2 separate regions of the Mus musculus genome follow, and region 2 is linked to region 1. A link is a contact called in public HiChIP or PLAC-seq data. All regions are on one chromosome and are shown on one strand. The core of a region is the stretch at or near the end of the contact, and the rest is flanking DNA. Distances in the headings are between cores, read along the strand shown. Region 1 has its middle 22 kb from the start of Gm41499. Region 2 has its middle 23 kb from the start of Gm30474.

What was found. HiChIP or PLAC-seq counts read pairs in DNA pulled down with a chosen protein or histone mark.
Region 2: an HNF4G HiChIP or PLAC-seq map of pancreatic cancer cells shows a contact between it and region 1. The contact joins two enhancer-like sites. A contact is called at or near these places in 4 of 484 Hi-C or Micro-C datasets (the HL-1 cell line, cortical neurons, muscle stem cells and 1 more) and 1 of 115 datasets of contacts at active chromatin or transcription factors (pancreatic cancer cells).

What each region holds. Positions count from the first base shown.
Region 1 is chr16:92,975,438-92,982,750 of GRCm38.p6, reverse strand. No RefSeq gene overlaps it. Among named protein-coding and RNA genes, the nearest start is that of Gm41499, 22 kb to the right of the region's middle. Within about 2 kb of position 2,945, at least 32 of the 459 cell types and tissues checked have an H3K27ac peak or open chromatin away from gene starts, as enhancers often do. A contact at or near this core is called in the HL-1 cell line and pancreatic cancer cells, where this site is marked.
Region 2 is chr16:93,105,494-93,112,806 of GRCm38.p6, reverse strand. No RefSeq gene overlaps it. Among named protein-coding and RNA genes, the nearest start is that of Gm30474, 23 kb to the left of the region's middle. Within about 2 kb of position 3,001, at least 58 of the 459 cell types and tissues checked have an H3K27ac peak or open chromatin away from gene starts, as enhancers often do. A contact at or near this core is called in the HL-1 cell line and pancreatic cancer cells, where this site is marked.

The DNA.
Region 1 (7,313 bases), core at 1,696-4,195:
TAATTGACAGATTTGACTGACTTTCTTTCTGCTCATCATTAATAATTAGTGCTGATAAGAATATTCTAAGGGAAATGCTGATTTGTTCATAGGCAAGATACAGAGGCTTTCTCTTCTAGAGTCTTCTCCAGAAAGGATAACTTTATGGTTATTCCCACCTTTGTATGTAAAAATTTTAGAAATGGCCAGACATTCTTGAGGAGGTCAAGATGGGAAGACTGAAAGTTTGAAGTCTGGTTGATTTAGGAGAAAAATATAAATGTATATATGTCCTTAGAATTTTGCTTAATAAACTCCTCAGAAGCCTCCTGTCTGTACGGGGGACTCATAATCCCTTATACAATTCAAGCCATGCAGTAAAGTTAGTGGACTCTGAATCTGAAATGATAGACATCTGCTATACCTCTTAATTCTCTGGTAATGAACAATAATAGCATTTGACCTGCCCAAATAAAAAATAAATAAAAAAGTTGGTCCATGCTTTAAGAGATAGAGTTGGGTAGTCAGAAAATATTCCTAACAACAGTTTCTAAGGAAGAAGTCACTTTGAACGCCAATGTCCTTTTGTTTCTTAGCTCATTGTTTGAGGCACAGTCTCTACCCCAATGGTGTCAATCACAAAACCAGATCTAAATCTGATTCATTGCATGGAGCCCTTGTGGTGGCTCGAGAAGTGACCCCCATAGGGTCAGGCATTTGTACACTTGGTCCCCAGCTGGTGGAACTGTTTTGGGTGGTTATGGACCATTTGGGAGGTGGAGCATATCACTAGGGACAGGCTTTGGGGGCTTCTCTCTAACCCGGCTCCCTGCTCCTTCCTGCCTCCTGCATGTTTATGAAAATGTGATCAACCAGCTTCTGCCAGCCAAACCAGCCTTGCCACGCCTGCCAGTCAGGATGGATTCCATCCCACCAGCACCATAAGCCATAATAAATCCTCACTCCTTGTGTTACTTCTGCTCATGCCATCTCATTACAGCAACAGAAACGTAAGTAATACAGCTAGATCACAGAAACTCCACTCCCTCTTATCATGACTTGAACATTATAAACATTTTTAAAATATTTTTCTTGTAGAAATTTATCATCTAGCTTATGATGTGCCATAGTTAAAACAATAGGTCCAAAGAACTTTGTGTATACAAAAATACATATAATATTTCATCAATCTAATTATTGATTACATGCTGGAGTAGTAATATTTTTGATAAGCTGGATTAAATAAAAAAGTCTTTACAAGAAATTTTACTTTTAGGGTAACTATTGGCTTTTCAGTCTCTACTTAGGTAAGTTTAATTTATTTCATTTTTACTCTTTATTGTACATATTAGTGGTATATAGACTAATATTTTAGTACATGTACATAATGTATAATGATCCAATCAGGGAACTGTAATTCCATTTACTGATACATCCTTTTCTCATTGTTTCACCTGTAATAATTGTACATATTTATGAGGTACATTGTGGCTACTGGCAGAGAACTTCCATTCTCATGAAATCCAAAGACTATGCCTACAGAAGTGTCTCAGCATAATAAGACCATGTACATATATATCCAGGTGCCAGAAAGATGCCAAAATTACATCATTTTCTGTTTGTTTGTTTGTTTGTTTGCAAAAGAAGAGAAATAAAAGCCAGATATTTACATAGGCCTTCAGCTGTAGTTTTTCTTCAACACTGTAGCAATGTCATAAAGTAATATTTTTTTTAATCTTGGAAACATATAACTGAGATATATGTATTAAAAAAGAGAGATAAATTGGGCCAAAAATTGTTAGGTAAATAACGCTTTATTTTCAACAGAAGGCATGGTGTGTGGAGAATTAAATTAGAAGTCCATAACCTGGTCAGGAAGGCAGAACTCATAGATTAGATTATTAAGGAAGATGTTTCCTTGAAGAAAACAATCATCTTTGAAGACATAGCAGATTTGAGAAGATTAACAAGCTTGAAAAGAAAGATTTCTGTAGCTAAATGAATCACTCGGTGATATAGACCTCCTGGGTTCTGTGACCAGCTCTATGTATTCGAATACTTTATCAGTTAGACTTTGTTTCTGTCTCTGTCTCTGTCTCTGTCTCTGTCTCTGTCTCTGTCTCTGTCTCTGTCTCTCTCTCTCTCTCTCTCTCTCTCTCTCTCTCTCTGTGTGTGTATGTGTGTGTGTGTGTGTGTGTGTGTGTGTGTGTGTGTGTGTGTGTGTGTGTGAAGGTCTACATGGGGCTAATGTATGTGAAGGCCAGAGGTCACCCTCAGGTATTATTCCTTAAGTGAAGGCCATCTACCTCACTTTTGACATAGCATCTCTCACTGGCACCTGAGGTACTCCATCCCAGTAGGTGAAGGTGACTGACCAGGGAGTCTTAAGGATCTGCCTGACTCCCTCCGTGCTGGGGTTACAAGGATGTGCTACCATGCCTGTCTTTTTACCTGTGGGTTCTGGAAATGAAACTCCTCTCATTGCTCTTGTACTGTGACTATTTCACCAGCCAAGCCATCTCCCAGCCTCTGTAGACTCGGGGAGATAACAAGTGTACTGCAGAAGTATAATCCCCAACGATGTGTAGATGACTTTTTCATTTGCACACGAAGCTCTCAGCTACATCTTAGGGAGAAATGGCCCTTTGAAGTGGTTTTCCCCCTCAAGTCTCAAAACAAATTCTTTCATTTAAGAAAATGCCATGAAACCCTTAGATGTGCAGAAGCCTCGACACCAAGCTCTGGCCACTTCCTAACTCAGAAAATTACATTGTGATTATCGATGTTCTCTTCTGGTGGCTCTATTTTCAAAAGACAAATGACTCTGGTTGGAATCTAATTTCCTCTTAGAATTAATGTTGCAAAATTAATGGGCCACCTGATCAAGTTTCAAAGGGTAAATAAATGACCATCCTCCATATAGGTCAGGGTCAGCGGTGACTCCAGTGTGAGTCACAAGACTGAGTGAGCACAAGCAAGTGGTCCCTGTGGCTTAGAAGCCAGGAGCAGTCGTGAGGGACCGGCGGGAGCAGCTGGGGAAGCTGTTCTTTTTCTCCTAATCTACTCAACAGTTTCAGCTTCCAGGAATCGTTAGAGCTGAGGATGCTACAGGAAGGCAGCGGTGTAGCTTCACAAACATCCTAGCATTCCTGGGACATACACACCCCGGTGTAAGTTTCTGTATAGGGAGAGCCAGGTTTTCCAGACCTGGCACAGTGCCTAGCACGAGGATTGAGCTCTCTGGGTGGATTAAAGGAACGATGGGAGGGAGCGAGGTGAGAAAGAGAATGAAGGATAAAGGAGAGAAGGTGGTGAGAGGAGAGGAGATGAGAGGAAGAATAGAGAGAGACATGTAGAGAGAGCGAAGGTCAGGCCTCCCACAGAAACGCCCATGAACTTTGCTTGTGAATATCAATGCAAAAATACTCAATAAATTTCTCACAAACTGAATTAAAAAACGCATCAAAACCATCATTCACCATGATCAAGTAGGCTTTATACCAGGGCAAGGTTGGTTCAATGTACGAAAATCCATGTAATCCACTATATAAACAAACTCAAAGGATTAAAAAAAAAACCACATGATCATCTCATTAGATGCTGAAAAGGCATTTGACAAAATAAAACGCCTCTTCATGTTAAAAGTATTGGAGAGATCAGGAATTCAAGGCCCATATCTAAACATAATAAAGGTAATATACAGCAAAGCTGCAGCCAATATCAAACTAAATGGAGAGATGCTTGAAGCAATCCCACTAAAATCAGGGACAAGACAAGGCTGCCCACTCTCCCCATATCTATTCAATATAGTACTTGAAGTTCTAGCTAGAGAAATAACACAACAGAAGGAGACCAAGGGGGATACAAATTGGCAAAGAAGTAGTCAAGGTATCACTATTTGCAGATGGTATGATATTATACATAAGCAACCCCCAAAATTCTACCAGAGAACTTCTACTGCTGATAAACAACTTCAGCAAAGTGTCCAGATATAAAATTAAGTCCCATGAATCAGTAGCCTTCCTTTATACAAATGATAAATGGGCTAAGAAATCTCATGAAACCAAAACAAGAAAAGGCGGTTTGAAAATTCTTGTATACTTGAGGGTCCTTGTTACCATCCTGTAGGCCAGAAAAGGTGAGTGAATTTCTTCATGACATTTTAGTGGTCACAGTGAGCTTTCCCCAAGGACAAGATCCAAGAATTTATATTGTTGTAAGCTTCTTATGTGAGCTTGCTTGTTTCCTTTGGAGACCCACAGGAGCTAGCAGCCAAATTCAGACCTGCCAACTAACCCACACTATGGATATCCTGCCTTCAAATTTGACTCTCCAGCTGGGACACGAACTTAGAAAGATGGGAAGGGCCACAGGAGACTGTAGGGATTTGAATACTGGTACTGACAAAACCTCAAAAACAACCCATAGCGGCCCCTTTGCTGTCATAGTTCTAAACCATGAAGAACATATGTCCCAGGCTTGAGGTTTCATTTATAACGGTCCACTCTGCTTTACTTGTCTTAAGACAGCTGTGCTTAATACTGCACTGTAATGCCTTTATAGTAAGCCAAACCATATTCAAATTCTGCTGCAGACAGACAGGCAGGCAGACAGACATAGACAGACAGACAGGCACACAGACAGACACACAGACAGACACACAGACAAACATGGAATCTCATGAAACCCAGACTGGTTCAAACTCACTCTGTGGCCTAGCATGGCTTTGAACTTTTCCCTCTCCTGCCTCTATTCTCCAAGTGCCAGGATAACAGGCATGTGTCCCCAAGTCATTTTATACCAGGCAGGGGATTGAGTGCTAGGAGAGCAGTCTACCAACTGGGCTGCGTCCTTAGGACCTCCCTCCTCAGTTAGATTCTGTAGCTTTTAAGATCATGGGGTTATTTGATCCCATGCCTTAGATTCTTCCCTTGCAAAATCAGGTACAAATGAGCCATTTGTAGGCTGGGATTGCTTTGGGATTGACCCCGTTTCACAAAATAGATTAGAGAGCTGACAGACACCAGACGCTTAGGTCTCTGAACTCTTCTTACATACCTGATTCCTTAAATAATCTATGTATACCATTTTACGTTTATGCAATTCTTAAATTCTATACTTCTTTGCAACTTTAGCACAAAAGCTAAAGAGTGTGATGACTCATTGGGTTGTATGAACATATACTGAGCTGAATTCAAGCCACACCAGAGGTGCAGGGCTCTAGCTGGAAATGGTTGACTGTCGGTTAGCCTCAGACTTTCCACAGAGAACTGCTCTAACAGCCTTCTTAATGCATACCTCCCAGGCCCCATTCTCTTGTAAGGCTCATGCAATGTAGGAGCTATCATCTGTGTTTGGAAGCAGAATACCATGTTGTTGTACTCTATGGTGCAGGCTTAGACATTGCCTTATGCCTTAGGGCAGTGTCTAGAATGAAGCCTGACTCCTCTTACCGTGCTGCCTTCAGCCTTCTGAGATGAAACTTTGTACTCTATGTCCAAGGTCTGAATCCCCATTGCAGTGTTGCAGGCATGTGAGTCTGGACCGCTCTCCTTGGTGGATCTGAAGGTGTGCTGGGTGGGCAGGTCTAGAAGGCTGTGGTCTTTACTCTGTTAGTTAATCCCCTGGCCTGGCAGCAGAAGGGCATCCGTAGGGTAGGAATGATCTCTCTCACGGCTTTCTCCTCCCTTCCTACCTGCACCACCATGACAATGCTCTTGGGCATCACGCACAGGTTTGAAGTTCAATGGCCCACCCACCAAGCTCTCCCCATGATTGTTGAAGAGAAATTAGGTCACCTTTGTACGTGATCAAGGCTGGTACATGAGCAAATACATATATTCCTGTCCTCATGGTCATGACAATGGCTGGTAGAAGTGTTTCCTGAGAACAGGAAGGCCTGATAGCCTTCATTCGGTGGGGTTGTCTTCACCCAAAGCCTGCGTGACCCTCTGCACACCACATTCCCCATGACCGTTAGCCTTTTTCAGGAGCTAACACGGAATGGTCCCATACCTTAGGACATATGTCACACTGACTTTCTCTTATACAACAGTCATGCAAATTTATCATTCATAGATAAATTAATGGCAATCTAAGGATGCCATTTAAATCATGCAAAATGTCTCAGAACTAAATTTGCACATAACCAAGAAAAGCAATCACACATCTTGGTTTCCACCTGGTCTATCACATTAAATGTCACTCATGAATATAATTCCCAAACAGACCTAGATGCAGATAACAAAATGTCGATGGACTCAAGTCCTGCTTCCCTAACTTTATAAGCATGGGGCGTGGCCATTCCCTTTGAAGCCCCTCCCAGGCATATCATATGGCTTGGGGACCAGAATGGAGTCCAAGTAAAGACAAGTTTATTGCAGACACGTGCGTGCAACTGAGCCCTTGGGCGACATTATACAACTGGGACTTCCAGAATGGACTGTGCTGTGGAACACACTGTTTATTAAGGGGCAAGTAATAAAAAGTGCTAATTGAAGTTGACATGCGCATTATCCTGTATAGGGCAACAGTTGTTTATGACTTAGGACAGAGGTCAGCGAGCTTCCTCTGCCGGGGCCAAATAGTAAATAATTTATTCTCTGTGGCCATCTGGCCTCCATCTCTACCACTCAGCTCTGCACCATGGTAGAAAGAGAGCCGCCATGGATGATACGTAAATGAATAAGAGCTGTTCCAATAAAACTTTATTTATAAAAACAGACAGCTGCCTGGATTTAACCCACAGGCGATCCTTTGCCAAACCGTGACTACCTTTTTTACAGGAATGTTTTATGACCGATACTGTTTAGAATTACTGAAATTTATTGGATATTTTGTTTACAAATTCTCTACAGAAATGGTACCCTTATTCTGAAAATGGGACTTCACCCCACTGCCAGCCCCTGACTCCCCATTATTTATGTCCAACTTTTAAAGACACATACAATGCCCAGTTCATCCTGGTGGCCCAGGGACCCAACAGCCGGTCTGTATACTGAATATGTTCAATAAATATTCTGAAAATAAACAGGCCCAAATTCAATTTCAAGTAAGGCTTTTATTAACTAGCTATGTAGTTCATTTTATATAGACCCCACAGAGTAATAAAAATAAATAATTTTATAGAGAGTAGGTAAAGTAAACCTGGTTATAATCATTTCCCCTATCCAAACATCCACCTCTTTATATGCCACAAAACGATATGCCATAAACAATAATGTAAATAAACAAGACATTTATATAGTTGGGTAGTTTTATTTCACCAAGTGGATTAAAATGGCCCATCCTGTCTTTCCCTTTTCTTCCGTCTTATCTTTTACTCAGTTGGTCAA
Region 2 (7,313 bases), core at 1,752-4,251, 130 kb before region 1:
GACGAGTGCTAAGGTATTTCTCTTGAACAAGGCTTCTGGTTTTTTTAATTAGCTGATTTTTATATGTATAGGTGCTTAGTCTGCATGTGTGTGTGCATGGTGTGTATGCCAGGGGCTCATAGAGGCCAGAAGAGCCCATTGGATCAGCTGGAATTGGAGCTGCAGATGGTTGTCAGCTGCCATTTGAGTGCTGGGAAGTGAATGCAATCTAACTGGATGCCCTTGAAGGGCAGCAGGAGCTGTAAGTGCTGAGCCATCTCCAGGGCCCAGGTTCTTGTGTTTCATGGGCAATTCACAAATCCTCAGGGGGACATTGCATGACAGAGATTTGCAAACCAAAGCCTTAGCTATGACTTACTTCCTAAGTTACACGTAAGTGTTTAGAGCCCACCTTTGGAAACATGTACAGTCCCGATTTAGGGTTGGGAGCAGGACTTTGACAGCAGTGTCTACAGCAAAGTCCATATTGTCTGCTCCAGGAAGTCCTTGGAAGTAAATCACTCTGCCTTCATCTCTTAGTACCCTGCCTTGTGCCCAGTTCAGCAACCACGACGCCAGGCCATGGGCCAGCTCCCCTCCCCATGTATCGAGAACATGAGTGGGTAAATGTAGCCATGGAGTAGCCATGGAGTGTGACTACAGTGGATTTTCCTCATCTCACCACACAAGCTTTGTGTTGAGGAAGGAAGAGCGAGGTTTAAATGTTGATGAAACCACACATGGCTCCAAGAGATGGTCATTAAGGTGCAAACTCTTCTATTCTGTGCAGTTGTCATTGTAGAGCAACAGGCCACCATTGTCCACAGCTGAGTCCTGCTGCGGCCGAGGGACAACTGGTAGCCACAATGCAGAGTGTATTTTGAAAATACCCCAGAAAGAGATAGTAGGTCGAGATTGATATCTGAGAAGACCTAACAGCTCAGAAGAGAGCAACCATCTTTTTACCACAAAATCTGTTCTGGATCATCCTCTGGGGTCTCCAAGAAGCCTTTCAGAATCAAGTTGACTTTCTTGATTTTTTTTCCTCCCTTCCTCCCTTCCTCCCTTCCTCCCTTCCTCCCTTCCTCCCTTCCTCCCTTCCTCCCTTCCTCCCTTCCTCCCTTCCTCCCTTCCTCCCTTCCTCCCTTCCTCCCTTCCTCCCTTCCTCCCTCCCTTCCTCCCTTCCTCCCTCCCTCCCTTCCTCCCTCCCTCCCTTCCTCCCTCCCTCTCCCTTCCTTCCTCCCTCCCTTCCTCCCTCCCTCTCCCTTCCTTCCTCCCTCCCTCCCTCCCTCCCTCCCTCCCTTCCTTCCTTCTTTCCTTCCTTCTCTTTCTCTTATGTTTGTGTTTCTAAGCAAGAATCTTCCTATATAGGCCACATTGGCCTGAAACTCAGAGCAATCCTCCTGCTGCAGCCTCCCAAGTGCTGAGATTACAGGCACGCTCACCACAATGGTTCTGACGTGGCCTTTCTAAACATCAAAGCCCATAGACTCTTCAGTCTGGATTATTCTTTGCTGTAGGGCTGTCCTGTGCATGGTAGTCCTGAAGGCTTGAGTTGGCCTCTACTGAGAAACACTGTTTTAAACCAAAACAAGGCAAAGAAAAATTGGGCAAGCGCCTGGGAAGCTGGCTTCAGGTGTGGAGCCCTGTCAGCTGCCTGTTGTCCTTTCCCACAGCTGTGTGGAGGGTATTACACACTTGCTTCACAGCCCTCGAAGGCAAGGGGGGCAGTACAAAGACAGAGGCTGCACTACACAGGTGCTCCAGCCAGTGTTGGCTGGATGACTAATGAATGAATGAATGAATGGGTGGATTATGTAACCTATGGTTGAGAGAACTCTGAGGAGGAGGGGCCTCCTTTCCTGGGTTCCCTTGTAGCCCTAGCCCACCCAGAGCTGCGTATGTGCTTCTGCAGCATGGAGAAAAGGAGCAGGCCATGCGCTAGCTCCTAAGTCCTAGATCTGCATTGCACAACTGACTCACGGAGCCCTAAAGACCCCAGAAGCACGTGTGAGTGATCAGCTATTGGCTCGTCTTTCCCTTGATTCTCAAAATTCCAGGTTGTCAGATTACATTCACACAAAGATCCTGCTGAACCAGAAAGATGTCACACCTGGTCTACCCCACCCCTTCCTCTGGTGAACTGGAGAGATGCCATGCAGGCCTGCCCTTTGTTCCCTGTGACTGGTGACACCAAAGTCTCCTGATTCTAAGAAGGACCCATCGTATCCCTTCCGTTTAAAGTGTCCTGTATGTATTCCAGCTTCTGCAGAGGCCTCCTGTGGATGCAAAGCACACATCAACTTGGCAAAGCCTCATCTTGACACGAAAGAAACAAAACCCTGCCAAAAACCAAGGGGCAGCAACAGCAAAGAGACACTCAGGACTTGTTTGTATGTTTAATTTACAATTTCAATGCTATGACAAAAATAAAGTAGGAAAGATGTGGCTTTGCTCATGCTTTCAGAGATTTCAGACTGTGGTCCTTGGCCCAGTGCGCTCTGGGTCTGTGCAGAAGGAGGAACTTCATAGAGGTGGGAGCTAATGATAGGGACATAGCCATGTCATAGCCGATAAAGGAGAGACAGTTATAGATAGATAAACACACACACACACACATATGCACACACAGGTAGACACAGATACATAGGCACACACACACACAGACACAGGGTCACAGACAGAGATAGAGATGGACACAGACAGATAAAGACTCACACAGCGTCAGACAGAGGCACACACACACACACAGAGATAGAGACAGAGATAGACAGAGACAGAGACACAGACAGACAGACATAGACATAGACAGACAGACAGACAGGCAGGCAGACAGAGACATGTTTTCTGTGACATACTTCCTCCAGCTACCCCTCCCCAACATCTAAAGTTTCCAGAACCTCCTAAAATAGCACCAGCAGTTGAGAATCGCGTCTTCAATACGTGAGCCAACCATACAGCGTTGCATGTCTCCTGCTAAAAATAACAAAAGTACGAGTCACCGAGAGGGAGGTAGAGTTGACTCACACTGATTGAGCCACTGGCGTTCATGGCAGTATTGACATTGCTTGTTGGACAGCGGGGAACTGTTAAGAGCCTGTTTTCACTTTCCCAAATTTCCATAAAACGTTTACAAAACACACTTGCTTTTAGTATGATTGTATGGGGAAAGCCATTGGCTCTCCACGCCCTTGGTGTGTGAGGTACGTGTCATAACAAAACAAGAGAGAGGGTGGGTAGGTGGGTAGCCCAGTAGCTACCTCTACAGTGCGTGGCTAGCATGTACAGGACGTTGGTTCAAACCTCAGCAGCAGAGCGGTGGCACATACTGCAATCCCAACAGCCTACCCATAGGTAAAGGCTGGGGGCCCAAGAGCTCGAGATCAGCCTTGGGTATATACAGTAAGCCTGAGGTCGGCTTGGGCTACACTAGACACTGCACGAATCTTCTTAAAAATGTTTACATGGAGTAAACTTGCAGGTAGAACTATTGATGTTCCTCACAAGTTTTTCAAACTTTTTGAATAGTTCCCCCCCCCTTTTTTTAAAGATTGACTTTATTTTGATATTTTATAGAATCTGTTCTGGCAAGAGCCTAGTCACTATTTTAATGGTTGAGAGTGACATGTTAAATAATTAAGCCCTATCTCTTTATGTAGCTAAGACCGCAGAATAGCATCTGTGACATCCTAAGGAAAGCACCAAGCATTGTAATGCCTCAGAACTGGAGAAGTTGGGGCTTGGCCACAACCCCAAAAGATCCAATTTCTGCTTTCAAATATCCTCCATCCTACTGAAGGTCCCTGAGATTAGTGAGCGGCACAAGCACCATGAACTTGAGAATCGACTCTCTGAGAACGTAGCATGTTCTGCGGTGCCCTGTGATGTCAGGGATGCCCCCTCGGATGCTTTCACTTCAATTCACCTCCTCGCTTGTCAACAAGAAGGTTGTGGTCACTTCTCAGGTACATCCACCTCGTTTTGTGAGATAGAATCTCACCCTAACTGGTCATCAAACCCCAGGGACCCAACTGTCACCGCCTCCCCAGAGCTGGCATTACAAGCATGCACCACCACACACACCTTTTTAAGCGTGGGTCCTTGAACTTGGGTCCTCACGCTGTCAAGGCGGACACTTGACTTCCTGCACTGTCTCCCAGGCTTGGTGCCAGTCCTCATTGAGGAATAAGCCAGACATCCAGCAGTTGTATTTGATCTAAAGCTACCCCATCTTGTCCCTGTCACCTAGGTGTGCACAACACGAGCTTTCTGTACTCTTTATCCTAGAAGACAGAAGCCATCTCTGCACACCAAGGACCATAAGACAATATGGATTTCATGACTCCCTCAAACGTTCGTTAAGGCTGGCCTGTCAGGGTTGGGAGTACACATATAACTTAATATACATCTTTTTAGGTCCATAACAAAAAGTGTTGTATGCTTGCAACCAGAACAGCGCCATATCCTAATTATTATTTATTATTGTCATCAAAGCCACAGCTACTGGTCTTGATAGTGAGAGCTAACATGAAATAGATATTGACAAACTATTCACCGATTTAATCATCTCTCCAGCCACTTGTGTTTGCAAATGAATCTCCTGTCAACATCAAATCCTCATCAGCATTCCACACTCAGTGTGTGAGGATCATGTAAAATTGATGAGCTCAGATTTCTATTAAATGCACTACCTATTTCTGGGGTTACTTATATGGGCTTTCTGGAAGCTTGGAATCCTGGTGTCTTATAAACAAGACAGGCTCTGGCCTTTTACTTTAAAAGGGTCTTTAGAAAGCTTTTAGGACTATGCTGAGATGGAGTGCTCGTTAGAAAGATTGGAAAGAATGGAAAATTCCATGTGTGTGAGATTCCTGGGTAATATGTACAAATTAAGACTGTAAAGAAATTGATGGGAGCAATGTACATTTAATTTCAATATTTTGTGTGAATGTGTGTGTATGCACCATGTGTGTACATTGTCTGGGGAGACCAGAAGAGGGGGCTCAGCTCCCCTGAAATGAAAACGAAGTTCTAGATGGTGGGTGCTGGGAATTGAACTGGAGTTCTCTGGAAGAACTGCTAATGCTTTAAACCATTGAGTCATGTCTCCAGTCCTTTATATTTACTTTTAATTTATGTGTCTGTGTGTGCTGCATGTGTGTGCAGGTGCCCTTGTGGCCAGAAGAGGGCGTCAGATGCCAGTGGAGTTATGGGCAGTTATAAACCGACCAATGCAAGTATTGGGAGGCGACTCACATCCTTTGAAAGAACAACAGTTGCTCTAAAGCTCCGAGTCATCCCTCCAGTCCTAACAGGACATTGTTACTCATGTATTTATTTGCCTAGAAGTTCTATGTTGGCCTTAACCATAACGGGACCTAACTCTTGGCACCAAACACTATGCGAATGTTGAGGTATTATTTCCAAGCCCTGGGAACAGCTGCTGTTTATTGTGTTACAGTCGCCACCTCCTGAAGAATGTGATTCTGTTTCAAAGATATCCAAGCACTGACCAGGCAGCCTCAACCCAGATGAGCTGTGGCAACCAACGTGGCACGCTGTTATCCTGCTGTTATGAGGTGCACTCCATCAAGTGGTTCCAGATCCTTCTCCCCTGTGCCTGCAAGGGGAGGCTCTGTTGACTTTGGGGGGGCTGTAAATCCGAGTGGCACTTTTATGATTGAGGGGTAGACAGTGGTAGAGGATTTGTGTGACGCTCTATGAAAATTAGCAAATGCTGCAAACTCTGAGTCAGGAAGATTCATGGGAGGCAAGCCTGGGTTGCAAAAGGCATGGAGGCTTCCTGGAATCCGTGAGCTTCTGAGGATTACAAGAACGATCCCGAGGAGCTTGCCAAGGCCGCTCCTGTGGGATTAAGTGCACGGCCAGCTCTCAGACTATTCCTTGTATTGCATGGCTTGGGAATGCAGGGGCAGGGAGACCGCTAAATACCCTTGGCACTTTGAACTCTTTCAGCTTAGCACCCCTTGACATCATCAAAAATTTTTTTCTTTCTGTTTAGGGGAAGAAAGAGAGAGAGAGAGAGAGAGAGAGAGAGAGAGAGAGAGAGAGAGAGAGAGAGAGAGAGAGAGAAAGGAAGGCAGACCTAATTTGAGAAGCCCCATCCTCACCACAACCCTCTTTAGAACAAATGAACATTTTTCTCATGAGAAAGGTGGTTGACCTTCAATGAAGGACCTTTTGCTCCTGAAAAAAATTAGGAAATAATGTAATAGCTTATGTGTAGGTTGAGGCACTGATCTTATCCACACATTTTTTTTTTTACTGTTCTCAAAGGCTAGAGAAAATGGGATATCTGAATTTTTTAAGATTTGAAATATATAATTCGACCTAAAATAATCTCACTTTTAAGGACTTGGTCTGAGGAAATAAATAATTATAACTGACAAGAGTGAAAGTCATTTCAGAACTGCTCATAAGATCAAAAATGGTCTACTTTTATGTCAAAATGTTATAGATGACGTAAACAGTGTCATCTATAATGTGTTTCTAGAAGTACTCTGAGCTAGAGAGCTGGCTCTGTAGCTAAGAGCCCTTGCTGCTCTTACTGAGGACCCAGGTTTGGTTCTCAGCACCTATTTTAGGTGGTGCACAGCCACCTGTAACTCCAGTTCCAGCGATCAAACAGCATCTTCTGGTGTTCCTGAGTACTGCAAACATATGTGTGCACATGGGATTTGTTCACACAGACACGGGTGCACACATGTGCATGCACACGTGTAAATAAAAACAATGGAAATAACCACTTCAAAAATGCATAGCAGGCTAATGCCTTTCTCAGAAGATTTTCCATTATGGCGGAGAACTTGGAGAGATGGACAGACAGACTGATTTCTAGCAGAGGTTGTTCATGGTGCCATAGAGTCATCTCTCAGAGAAGATTTGTTCTGATGATGCTGGCTACAGAGGGAGACCTCAGGTTAGCTTCTCACATGAAGACAGTGCAACTTCCAGAGGCAATGTTCATTCTTCCAAGGGACCCAGCAAGTCTCAAGTTTTGATTCTTGCAAAACTTCCCTAAGAGTGTACAGAACTCCCCCCTTCGGAAATTTATAAAGTCATATCCCTGTGGGGCTGCATCACCTTGGTCAAGGAGGACAAGACACTCTTGCCAGCTCTCCATGAGTGGTGAGTCTGTGGCCACATGAGTGCTCTCAGGCAAGGATTTTCTGAAAGAGCTGTAGGGGCTGCTGTAACAATAATAACACAGAATTCACTGTGTGTGAAGTGTTGGGATGCAGGTGGGGGAAGCTCCAAGAAGGGAGTCAGTGAACCAGTGTGAGTGTGGTCAGGCCAGATCACCCCACCACAAA